2 separate regions of the Salvelinus alpinus genome follow, and region 1 is linked to region 2. A link is a contact called in public Hi-C data. All regions are on one chromosome and are shown on one strand. Each heading gives the region's core, a stretch centred on a gene start, on an enhancer-like site or on the middle of the called end of the contact. The rest is flanking DNA. Distances are from core to core; before and after follow the strand shown.

Evidence for each region. A called contact is a pair of places that touch in the nucleus more often than the background predicts.
Region 1: a contact with region 2 is called in a Hi-C map of liver, with 12 times the contacts expected there. The contact joins the promoter of LOC139549456 here to the promoter of LOC139549451 in region 2. A contact is called at or near these places in 2 of 3 Hi-C or Micro-C datasets (liver and muscle).

Annotation. Positions count from the first base shown.
Region 1 is chr22:34,037,318-34,043,712 of SLU_Salpinus.1, forward strand. It overlaps LOC139549456 (major histocompatibility complex class I-related gene protein-like), which reads right to left and starts at 1,752. Exons shown (of 6, transcript XM_071359982.1): 1 at 1,616-1,752; 2 at 1,152-1,409; 3 at 670-942. The coding sequence starts at 1,661.
Region 2 is chr22:33,857,677-33,864,564 of SLU_Salpinus.1, forward strand. LOC139549451 (sodium- and chloride-dependent GABA transporter 2-like) reads left to right here and starts at 1,648. Exons shown (of 4, transcript XM_071359976.1): 1 at 1,648-1,734; 2 at 6,043-6,139; 3 at 6,457-6,627; 4 at 6,875-6,888. The coding sequence starts at 6,080. LOC139549448 (CLOCK-interacting pacemaker-like) reads right to left here. Exons shown (of 4, transcript XM_071359969.1): 4 at 6,749-6,888. It also overlaps the pseudogene LOC139549656.

The sequences.
Region 1 (6,395 bases), core at 502-3,001, 180 kb after region 2:
CAGCCTTGAGTCTTCTTGGGTATGACGCTACAAGCTTGGTATGACGCTACAAGCTTGGCACACCTGTATTTGGGGAGTTTCTACTATACCTTCTCTGCAGATCCTCTCAAGCTCTGTCAGGTTGGATGGGGACTGTTGCTGCACAGCTATTTTCAGGTCTCTCCAGAGATCTGGGTTCTGGCTGGGCCACTCAAGAACATTGAAAGACTTCAATGAAGCCACTCCTGCATTGTCTTGGCTGTGTGCTTAGGGTTGTTGTCCTGTTGGAAGATGAACCTTTGCCCCAGTCTGAGAACCTGCTACAGAGCGCTCCATTTTGAGTCTCATAGCAAAGGGTCTGAATACTTATGTAAATAAGTTATATCTGTTTTATTTTTTTTAATAAAAAAGCAATTTCTTAAAACCTGTTTTCGCATTGTCATTGTGGGGTATTGTGTGTAGATTGCTGAGGATGTATTTTTTATTCATCCATTTTAGTATAAGGCTGTAACGTAAACAAAGTGTGGAAAAAGTCAAGGGGTCTGAATACTTTCCGGTGGCACTGTATAGCTTGTGTTCTGGGTCAATGATTTTGTTTAATCGAAAGGAGAACATAGGTATGGTAAGTGCAGCACCTTGTTGAGGTTTTACAAAATGTACCGGTTAATAAAGTATCTGGTGTGTTGTTACCTTTGGGTTCTCGAAATGTAACGCTAAACTGTAACAGTTTCTTCAGCCAACGGATGCATCCAGATTCGTAATGAATGACCAGCCTAACAAGATCTTCTAAATCTGTTTCCCTTTTTCTTTTGTAAAATACAGCATGGGAAACTGCAGCTGTCCATGTTCTGGTCGATACATCGAAGCTGACAAAGTCCTTGCCGTCATATGCATGGCTCATAAAGGCCTCAGTGGTTCCGTCTGACTTCCATCCACAGCGTCCATGAGCTTGGTAAAAGTGATCTGTATGACACATAAAAGGACCATAATAAATCCGCACCATTTACTTCAAATATAGACTACTGGTTAAAAGTATCAGCTCACAAAGGTAGGCTAATGGCTGCAACTAAGAAAATGTGTTTTTGTGGTTATTGAACCTCTGTATAGTCATGCAATTCTCCTTTAGGCCTTCAGCTCTGTTGCACAGTCTCGGCACACATATTTTGTCTTACCATGTGAATGATTGTAATGTTCACTTGTTACTCTCACAGCCGTATCCATTACATATCGATTAAATTTCAGATTTCGATGAACCTCCTGCCAGAATTCAATTCCCTCAGGGTGGTTCAACCATTCTGGCACTACGGCCTCTTGTTCAGCACTGCTGTTGTAGTAATAGACAATGACATCATCTATCATTACCAACTGGATATTTTTCGGATACAAGGTCCCTTGGGTTGCGATGCAATGGCGATGAAGAGAATGAGGGGCTGGAAGACAACACTTCAAGTTATCGTTTCTGTAGCCTATTTCAATAGACAACGTGAAGACAATATTGTGTAGCGGTTGTGTTTGCTGGGTTTAGCCTATTGAAGCCTTTAAAAAATGTATACAAAGGAAAACTGCATTCAGTTTGTTATACTATGATACAACTTGGTGAGACAAGCCAAAAACACAACTCAAATAATGAACTCACCTACGATGGAAAACTGCATGAATGAAATTAAAATTGTTGTTATCATATTTGCAGTAACATGTTCTCGTTGGTGTATTCATGAACACGGAAGTGAAAGTGAAATAACATGTGTTCTTCTTCTTCTTCTTCTTCTGTGGATTTTATTTGGTGGTTGGCAACCAACTTTAAGGTGTATTACCGCCACCAACTGGACTGGAGTGTGGACCAGAGACAGGGGAAGGTCTAAATCCTACCCAATAATCTCTTCTCCCTAAGGAAACGATATACATAATTAAATATTACATCTCCTGAAGATTTCCCCAAAAGTTCACTTAATCCTGGCTCTTCAACCCCATTACTCCTCAAATCTAACAACAATCGCTCCCTTTCTCTCACATATTTCTGGCACTGAAATACAACATGTTCCACTGTCTCCATCTGCTCCTGACAATGATCACACCTCCCAGTCGGATGTTTCCCCACCACTTTCAATGTACTATTGAGCCTTGTGTGTCCCAGTCTCAGTCTTGTGACTACACTTTCCTCCCTTCTCTCTCGGCCTGAGGACCTCCCTGCCCCCACCTTTTCTTGGATCTTATACAGGTGTCTTCCCTTACTCTCCCTGTTCCTGGATCTTATACAGGTGTCTTCCCTTTCTCTCCTTGTTCCTGGATCTTATACAGGTGTCTTCCCTTACTCTCCCTGTTCCTGGATCTTATACAGGTGTCTTCCATTACTCTCCCTGTTCCTGGATCTTATACAGGTGTCTTCCCTTACTCTCCCTGTTCCTGGATCTTATACAGGTGTCTTCCCTTTCTCTCCTTGTTCCTGGATCTTATACAGGTGTCTTCCATTACTCTCCCTGTTCCTGGATCTTATACATGTCTTCCATTACTCTCCCTGTTCCACAACTCTTGCCACTTATTTTTACCCACTGTTCTTATTAGGCTTCTGCTCCTGCCTGGAAATAATATCCACTTCCTCGTTCCCCTCTACTCCCACATGAGCTGGTACCCAGAGGAACATCACAAATACCCCCATCTCTTTCACCCTATACAAACACTGCTAAACCTCATATTATACATCCTGTCTGCTCTGAGACACACATGAATTTAAGCTCATCAGTGCTGTACAGGAGTCAGAGCAGATGACTACCCTGTCTGGCCTTACCACCTCCACCTACTCTGCAGCCAATAGTATAGCCAACAACTCCATTGTGTAAACAGATAAATGATCCATTGCTCTTTTTGTCACTGCCACCTTAAACTCAGGAACACTAAAAGCTGCTCCTCTTCTCCCTGGTTTAGGGTCCTTAGATCCATCTGTTGATATAGTCAAGAAAGCATAGTATTGTGTTTTTAAACGTTCACTTACAACTGAATCTACTCCTTCCTCAACAGCTCTTACCCTCTCAAGCAACCATAGATCTATCCCTGGCTGAGGGAGAAACCAAGATGGGATGGCAGGAAGAACCACAGAGGGGCTAAACTCCCTCCCAAACAACTCCATCTCTCTCGCCATGCAATTGCCTATCCACCCAAAGCTTGTATTCAGATTTTGTTCATGTTCCCGGCACTCAAGGAGTACCTTTTTTGTAGGATGTGTAATCTTATGTGCTTGTAGATTTACCCAATATGTCATGGCTAGCTGTTGTCTTCTTAACTTCTTAACGGCATCTCTCCCAACTCTACCTGCATTGCTGCCACCGGAGAGGTCCTAAGTGTACCACAACATATTCTTAGGGCTTGGGCCTGGATAACATCCAGCTTTTTTAAAGATGTCTGAGCGGCTGATCCATATGCTATACTTCCATAATCCATTACTGACCTTAACAGCGCAATATATAGCATTTTCACCGCCATTCTATCTGCCCCCCCCAAAGGCCCAATGACACTTCCCTGGCGGGTACCATTATCCACATCATAGCTTTCTGATATAGAGTTCCCCACCCTCACTTGTATTGATTGCTCAAAAAGAAAATCCTTTATCCAGTTAAACACCCTTCCTCCAACTCTCATGTTAGCCAGCTTTATAAGTAGGCCTTCCTTCCACATCATATCATAAGCCTTCTCTACATCAAAGAAAAACGGCTACCACCACCTCCTTATTTGCCTGTGTCTTCCGTATGACTGACTCTAGGCACAGTGCAGGATCCATCGTTCCCCTGCCTTTCCTGAACCCACTTTGATCTGGTGACATTAGTCCTCTACTCTCCAGGAAGTAAGTCAGCCTTTCCGTTATCATCCTTTCCATAAGTTTACATACATGAGATGTTAACGCTATCGGCCTATAGCTTGAAGGACTGGTAGGGTCTTTCCCTGGTTACCATATTGGCACCACTGCCGCCTGCTTCCAACTTCCAGGCAGTTTCTCTTCCTGCCACACCTTATTATAAAGGCCCAATACTTTCCAAATTGCAGTGTCACTGAGAGGAGCCATCATGATGTATGTGTTGACAAGTTTGTGTCAGTGGCTGTGGGAGGGGAGCGGAGTGTCAAAAAGGGCTGGAGCATAGAATTAGTTAGAGGACTCATCTTGGTATCATCTTTGTGTTTGAAAAATAGATAAAGCTAATATTGATGATTTACTGCCACTTGCAGGGATGGAGTCCTGAACCAAATCTTGTGTAATTTGTTTATTGTGGCCACTAGATGGCGGTGATATAGCAGAAGCATCCATGCAAATCAAATCAAATGTTATTGGTCACATACACATGGTTAGCAGATGTTAATGTGAGTGTAGCGAAATGCTTGTGCTTATAGTTCCGACTATGCAGTAAAATCTAACAAGTAATCTAACAAATTCACAACAACTACCTTATACAGACAAAGATAAAGGGAAATAATACATAACAAAAACAAATAACTGCATAGTTTTCTAAGGACCTGAAGCGAGGCAACCATCTCTGTTGGCGCCATCATGGAGGACACAGCATCTGCCCCGAGAGGTATGGGGAGATGAACACACACAGCTAAATTAATATAGCTGCAAGCAGCAATGCCGGGGTTCAGCTTTTGGCCCACTGTGCCACTATCAGGACAAATTAGACACATCGCCCCATGCAATGAGAAACTACTCAAATTAAAACATTACATTTTATTTGTCACATGCTTTGTAAACAACAGGTGTAGACTTACAGTGAAATGCTTACTTACTGTACTGTTTACCACACTGCCAAATATCAGAAGTCAAAATCAAACTGGTAGAAGCCCTCAATGGCAATGCAAAAAACTGGTTATATCCATAATGAGCCCTCTAACTAACTCTATGGGCTGGAGAGACTAGGCTGCCAAGCTACATCCGGTTTATGTTATTGCAGAGTTTGATTTGAACTGTTCCAGTGTAGGTCAGTGTGAGGGGTGTACGGACACAACTTAAGTTCGGGGGTCTGAACCTCGCTCTGTGCAACAGGGTCCTGGACTTCCTGACGGCCGCTCCCAGGTGGCGAAGGTAGGAAACAACACCTCCACTTCGCTGATCTTCAACACAGGGGCCACACAAAGGTGCATGCTCAGCCACCTCCTGTACTCCCTGTTCACCCATGACCGCGTGGCCACGCATGCCTCCAACTCAATTATCAAGTTTGCAAACTATACAACAGTAGTAGGCCTGATTACCAACAATGACGAGAAAGCCTACAGGGAGGAGGTGAGGGTCCTGGCGGAGTGGTGCCAGGAAAATAACCTCTCCCTCAACGTCAACAAAATGAAGGAGCTGATCGTGGACTTCAGGAAACAGTAGAGGGAGCACACCCCTATCCACATCGACAGGACCAGTGGAGAAGGTGAAAAGCTTTAAGTTCCTCTGCGTACACATCACTGGCAATCTGAAATGGTCCACCCACACAGACAGTGTGGTGAAGAAGGCGCAACAGCGCGTCTTCAACCCCAGGAGGCAGAAGAAATTTGGCTAAGACCCTCACAAACTTTTACAGATGCACAATTGAGAGCATCCTGTTGGGCTGTATCACTGCCTGGTATGGCAACTGCACCGCAAGGCTCTCCAGAGGGTGGTGAGGTCTTGCTAATGCATCACCGGGGGCAAACTACCTGCCCTCCAGGACACCTACAGCCAAAAAGGCCAAAAAGATCATCAAAGACATCAACCACCCAAGCCACAGCCTGTTCACCCAGCTACCATCCAGAAGGCGAGGTCAGTACAGGTGTATCAAAGCTGGGACAGAGAGACTGAAAAACATCTTCTATCTCAAGTCCATCAGACTGTTAAATAGCCATCACTACCCGGCTACCACCTGGTTACTTAACCCTGCACCTTAGAGGCTGCAGCCCTGTATACATAGACATGGAATCACTGGTCACTTTAATAATGGAACACTAGTCACTTTATTCATGTTTACATACGGTTTTACTCATTTGATATGTATATACTGTATTCTATTCTACTGTATTTTAGTCAATGCCACTCTGACATTGCTCGTCCTAATATTTATATATTTCTTTGTTCCATTCTTTTACTTTTAGATGTGTGTGTATTGTTGTGAATTGTTAGACATTACTGCACTGTTGGAGCTAGGAATACAAGCATTTTGCTACACTCGCAATAACATCTGCTAAATATGTGTATGTGGCCAATAACATTTGATTTGGTACCAGTAAAAGACATCAAACTCAAGCAACCACTGGAAATGGAACCACTGGAAACCACTCAACCTAGCACTGGACATGCCTTTTACAAGACACACAAGACAGACGATTGTGGCCACGTGCAGGTTAAAAGAGATGGGAAACTCCATTGGAATCGTATTAATGCCCATTGTGTACGACGCCCATGATAAATCAAT
Region 2 (6,888 bases), core at 398-2,897:
ACATTCAGAGCAGGGTTACCTTGTACCAGCCTGGGTCTCAGTTCAGCATGGCCATTCTCTCCCTGTGCTAGGCTTGTCTGCTCCCTGTCTCTCTGGTTGTGGTTGGGGGTGGGCTGGTTCTCCTCTAGGCTGTCCCCTGGGGGGGTCTGTGGGGCTGCGGAGCAGGGTGAGAACGCCCTGACCCCGGAGAGCTGGAGGGAAGCCAGGCTCGAGAGACAGCCAGAGAGACAGTCCATCTGGCCTGGGCAGGTGTGCTCTACTCGCATGGTGGAACAAGATGGGGGAGACATGTCAGGATCCTGGGGGAGAAGGGGACAGGATGTGATATCAGGGATACTACACAGGAAATGATGACATATAGAGGGATGGGCAAGGTGATTAGTATGTGTACATTAAATAAACTGAAGAAAGGAGTTTTGCCTGTAACACACTTTCGGCACAGGGGCTTGGCCCTGACCCTAACCCTGACCCCTAACCCGGTCATGCCCTCTCCCCTCACCTGGGTCATAGAAGGGCACCAGCAGGAAGGTGCCAGACTGCTCGGGGGTGTTGGCGCGGGTCTGGATGATGAAGTGGGCACGGAGGCGGGCAGTGGTGATCTCCTCAAACATGCTGCCTGTGGAGTCCATAACAAACACCAGCGCTGGAGGCTGCTTCACACTGAACAGTCTGCACTCAGGAGAGTACAGCCAACAGAAGGAAACAGTCTGCCCTCGGGAGAGTACAGCCAACAGAAGGAAACAGTCTGCCCTCGGGAGAGTACAGCCAACAGAAGGAAACAGTCTGCCCTCGGGAGAGTACAGCCAACAGAAGGAAACAGTCTGCCCTCGGGAGAGTACAGCCAACAGAAGGAAACAGTCTGCCCTCGGGAGAGTACAGCCAACAGAAGGAAACAGTCTGCCCTCGGGAGAGTACAGCCAACAGAAGGAAACAGTCTGCCCTCAGGATAGTACAGCCAACAGAAGGAAACAGTCTGCCCTCAGGATAGTACAGCCAACAGAAGGAAACAGTCTGCCCTCAGGAGAGTACAGCCAACGGAAGGAAACAGTCTGCCCTCAGGATAGTACAGCCAACAGAAGGAAACATTGTGACACGAGTGGATTCAACACATTATGTGATAAGTACTGTATTTGTACCATGTTCAGTATATCAGCACAAATGTATATTGGATTGTCTATAGATCAAATTCAAATGTAATCATATCAAATTGCATTTAAAAAAAGTGCATTTAACATCATAATGAACGCTACATAAACCCACCCGAGGAAGGTAATGTAATGCACACTGTCTCGGAGGTCTCTCCGAGCACAGTAAGGGTTGCCGTGGTAGCGAGGCGGGCAACCTCCACATGGAGGTAGGGATGGGGGGAGAATAGTGGGGAGGTGCTGTCCTTATTGATATCCCCCTTGAACCCCTGGTGGCAACTGCTGTCCAGTACACCCCCTGTGACTACATTTCCCTGAGAAACAGCATTTATAAAGATTTATTTGGATTATTCAAAGATAAAGTTATGTGGAAGGACCACCAGAGGGCAGGCTGGGCTCACGGATAGTAGCCCAACAAGGCATGTGAGACAAGGTAACCAGAGGCAATTAAGCACAGCTGACGGTACTAATGACTGATTCTCTTTCCCCTATAAGAGAGAGGATGGAACCAGCAGAGGGGGGAAGACAAACGATCTCTGTAGAATGGCTACCAAGAGAGGGGAGCGATCGAAGAAGATCCATTAAGACGGTGACAAATCTGTGGTTGTTATTATAGTTTAGAGGTAATCGTCTTGTGTTCCTGTTTCATCTAAAGAAGAAGATGTATGCTGTTCCTTGGGAGATTCTCACTGACTGTGTTGGAGTGTTTGTATTGTCAGAAATCTCTCAATAGAGAACTGTGTTCAATCAAGAAAACCTACTCCTGACTAGTTTATTCCACCTTTCCACTTTAAAGTGACACCAAATGACTTGGTCCGCTCACAGTTATTATAAAGAGTAACAGAGACTTTCTCAAATGGATACCACACTCATGTTGAAGCTTGCAGACGTTTGAACATAGGCCTACCATATTTCAAGGTTTTTGAAAGATTACAAATAACTTAATCAATATATCTGACTCAAATGTTAGTTCTACAATCTACACAAGGATGAATATAGCTAGGCCTCCGTACCTTGTGGTTTGGGTGGGTAGGTGCAGAAGTACCCGAGGGTGAGCAGTAGAGGGTACTGCTGACTCTGGGTCAGCCTGCGCAGGAGATTGTCTCTGCAAACAGGTAGGAGTGTCCTCTGTGGATGACAGGTAGACAGTGAGAACCATGAACACAAATCTCATTCATATCACCCACAATGTGTTTTAACTGTACCTCTTGCTACAGGGAAGGCTGGCTGCCCAGGCTGCAGCCGGTGGAGGTATATGGAACGCTGACGCATCTCCACCCGGTTGCTATGGCTGTAGAAATCCTGTTCCCAGAGACAGATAGTCAGCGTCCTGCAGGTGTGTGGGCACCGGTTAATCGAGGTACTATGTACATGTAGGTACAGTTATTAAAGTGACTATACATAGATAATAACAGAGTAGCAACAGCACAGAAGGTGGTGGTGGTGGGGGGGGGGGCATTTGATTAGATGTTCAGGAGTTTCATGGCTTGGGGGTAGAAGCTGTTAAGAAGCCTTTTGGACCTAGACTTGGTGTTCCCCTACCACTTGCCATGCGGTAGCAGAGAGAACAGTCTATGACTAGGGTGGCTGGAGTCGTTGACAATGTTTTGGGCCTTCCACTGACACCACCTGGTGAGGAGGTCGTGGACGGCAGGAAGCTTGTCCCCAGTGATGAACTGGGTGTTTAGTCCCAGGGTCCTACGCTTACTGTCGATCTTTGAGGGCACTATGGTGTTGAACGCTGAGCTGTAGTCAATGAATAGCATTCTCACATAGGTGTTATTTTTCTCCAGGTGTGAAAGGGCAGTGTGGAGTGAAATAGAGATTGCATCATTTGTGGATCTGTTGGGGTGGTACGCAAATTGGAGTGGGTCTAGGGTTTCTGTGATAATGGTGTTGATGTGAGCCATGACCACCCTTTCAAGGCACTTCATGGCTACAGACGTGAGTGCTATGGGTCGGTAGTCATTTAGGCAGGTTTCCTTAGTGTTCTTGGGCACAGGGACTATGGTGGTCTGCTTGAAACATGTTGGTATTACAGACTCGGACAGGGAGAGGTTGAAAATGTCAGTGAAGACACTTGCCAGTTAGTCAATGCATGCTCGGAGTACACATCCTGGTAATCCGTCTGGCCCTGCGGCCTTGTGAATGTTGACCGGTGTAGTGAAATTATTGTAATAAAAAAGGAGAGACTTTTACATTTCTTCAAAACAAGTCAACTTTATTATTTAATTACTGCAGTAATGGAGCTGGTCGGTAATCACACCTGGAGGTGATCACTGAGAACTCAACGAGCGGATTTGAGCCACAGAATTTTATAGCAAAGTCCATCCTCCTGGATGTTCATGCCAAACAACAGATGTAGGGAATGGGTCACAAGGTTACAAATAATTCATAGCAAACAGTATCAGCTGTAAATACTGTCCTCATTGTGTAGAGACCAGGGTCTGGCCCCGAGCCATTCTCTCCCTGGTACCTTCCAGTCAGACACACAGACACTAATCATGCTATGGAATGAGATCTTTATCACTTAGAAATGTCCTTGTTTTTGAAAGAAAAACACATTTTGTGTCCAATAAAATGACATCAAATTGATCAGAAATACAATGTAGACATTGTTAATGTTGTAAATGACTATTGTAGCTGGAAATGGGAGATATTTTATGGAATATCTACATAGGCGTACAGAGACCCGTTATCAGCAAACATCACTCCTGTGTTCCAATGGCACGTTGTGTTAGCTAATCCAAGTTTATCGCTTAAAAAGGCTAATTGATCATTAGAAAACCCTTTTGCAATTATGTTAGCACAGCTGAAAACTGTCGTTCTGATGAAAGAAGCAATAAAACTGGCCTTCTTTGTACAACGTTGTGTACTACTCTCTTCACAGAACAGCGCAAACTGGCTCTAACCAGAAAAGAAAGAGGAGTGGGAGGCCCCGGTGCACAACTGAGCAAGAGGACAAGTACATTAGAGTGTCTAGTTTGAGAAACAGATACCTCACAAGTCCTCAACTGGCAGCTTCATTAAATAGTACACGCAAAACACCAGTCTCAACATCAACAGCGAGTTCCATTGTCCAGTGTCTGTCTTTTGCCCATCTTAATATTTTCTTTTTATTGGCCAGTCTGAGATATGGCTTTTTCTTTTCAACATCCCGGAGTTGCCTCTTCACTGTTGACGTTGAGACAGTACCTGCTATGAGGACTGGATCATGCCGTGGTCAGACTTGGGAGTCAGAGTGGAGGTCTCTCTGACTGCGGCTCCTCTCTTCCACAACAGAACAACAGTCAGAAACAATAGACAGCCAATTACTGTTAAGATTCTGGCCCTCCAGAAGCTGGATCGTGTCTTGGGAACTGTGGACATAGATATAAAGAGAAGACAGGTGTTAATCGTTGAGACAAAGCAAAAGCCCCTTTGATTTAAATTAAATAAACAACTTTATGAGTGCAAGAAGATGGAATGCAATTCCTCCCGATTTGTAAATTGTCATCATGCTAACTTATTGATGTACTCTAGAGCCCATGTCTTTGAGTAGGGTCCTTTCAGGACTCAGTAACTTATTGAAGGATTGTAGTTGTCCAAACTCAACGGTAGCAGTTGGAATGTGTCTGTCTGAGTCAATGAGTACATTTCAGACTCATGCTGCTTCAGTCATGCTGGCTGAACTTGGAATAGATACCAGCGTTCAGAACACAATGGACGGACAGACATATGGGAGAGACGGGACAAAAGAAAAAGAAAGGATGACGACCTGGGTCAGAAGGAAATGTTGGTGAAGGTGATGGGCCTAGGTAACATGTGGAAGTTCCCCTACCTCTGCTACAAAAATGGTGGAGGTGAGTCCATGAAGGAGAAGGTGCACTGGTTATTCAAATGATGATCAGCTGAACAAATGAGGAACTTAGACCATTTAAACGCATGTATTGTACTGTGTATTGTACAGTATCATACATTATGTTCTCTCTACCTGATTAGAAGCCTGTGTTGACTTCCACTCTCAAACCAGACAGATGAACTCAGCCTTTGCAGCCACTGAATTCTGGGAGTAAGTTTACGGATTCAACATAGCTTGATCTTCCAGTTGGCCACAACATTAAAGACCATGTTTGTTTGTGTACAATCTCTACCAGTCTGTTTCTCTAGGCTGCATGTGCTGGTCATCTGGGGGGGTATAGTGGAGGTGGGCAGTGTCAGGTGCTGCTGTCTCTCACCCCTCTCGCTGTGTCTCTCTCTCACCATGTGTGTGTGTGTGTGTAGCTGTGGTCTACTCAAAACTCTCTTCTCCTGTCCCCATGGTGGGATGTATGTGTTCCAGCTGTTTGACTACTATGCCTGTAACGGAACCTGCCTGCTCTTCCTCTCTGTGTTCGGGGCCATGGAATGGATATTTGGCGAGGCTGATCAAATTATATTGGTCACATACACGTGTTTAGCAGATGTTATTTCGGGTGTAGCGAAACGCTTGTGAACTAAACTGGAATATATTTCTGTCAATGATTGCATGCCCAATAAAAGATATATAACATATACATATAAACACTGTGGTGCCATAGAATCCTATATAAATACAAACCAGTATCATTCCAGTATCAGTCTTATTGAGATGATAAACCTGATATCAATGCAACATGCCAACATCTAGATATTTATTTAATTTAACTAGGTAAGTCAGTAAAGAACAAATTCTTATTTACAATGACGGCCTACCCCGGCCAATGCTGGGCCAATTGCGTGCCGCCCTACGGGACTCCCAATCACGGCCAAATGTGATACAGCCTGGAATCAAACCAGGGACTGTAGTGACACCTCTTGCGCTGAGATGCAGTGCCTTAGACTGCTGCGCCACTCGGACACATTAACATGTCTGTCTCTACCCAATCTAACCCACCAGGTGCAGAGTGTATGGTGTGATAGAGGACACGATAGGAATGAGGCCTAACCCCATCTTCAAGCTCTTCTGGCTCTACATGACCCCTCTGGTTTCCCTGGTGAGTTCCAGGCTTTGATGGGCAGTAATGGCATGCAAGACTCAAGGTTGTGCAATTCTATAAGACACCAACAGATGGCACTATCACACTGCAATAGGTTATACATTCATGGCAGCTCAGCTATTAAGCAGAAGGAACCTGTTGCATGAACTTTCACTTGCTTTACACAAGCAACTATTCACATGCTCACGTCTTCGAGAGATAAAATTATGATAGTGTTCTCAAGAGCAACAAAAACGACTGATCTGGAGTTACTTTAAATGTTAAAAGCATATCTTCATGTTGAAGAAATCCTAATTTCCTCTCGTCTCTCCCAGGTGTCGCTCATCTGCTCTCTGGTGGAGTACCAGCCCCTGACCTTCAACTGCTGGTATGTGTACCCAGGATGGGTGCATGTTCTGGGCTGGCTGTTGGCCCTCTCCTCCATCGTCCTGGTCCCCGGGTGGGCCCTGCTGCAGATCTGCACCGGGACAGGCAGTCATAGAGAGGTGAGTGTGACTGACCTGTGACCGGTGTTCAAACACGGTTTTCTTCATGGATTGGTCATAGGATAATTATGTTTAAAGGATCAAATTGGAGGACTTATAGATCTAAAATTATTTTTGTAAACTGAGTGGGAGGTATAATTTATTCACTGCAAAATGACCAGAAAGTATTTAAGAAACCAACTAACTCACTTGAATCATTAACCAGTTTTTACATGTTGATGTGCTGACTTTCCCCTCAACTCACCAGCGTTTCCTCCACCT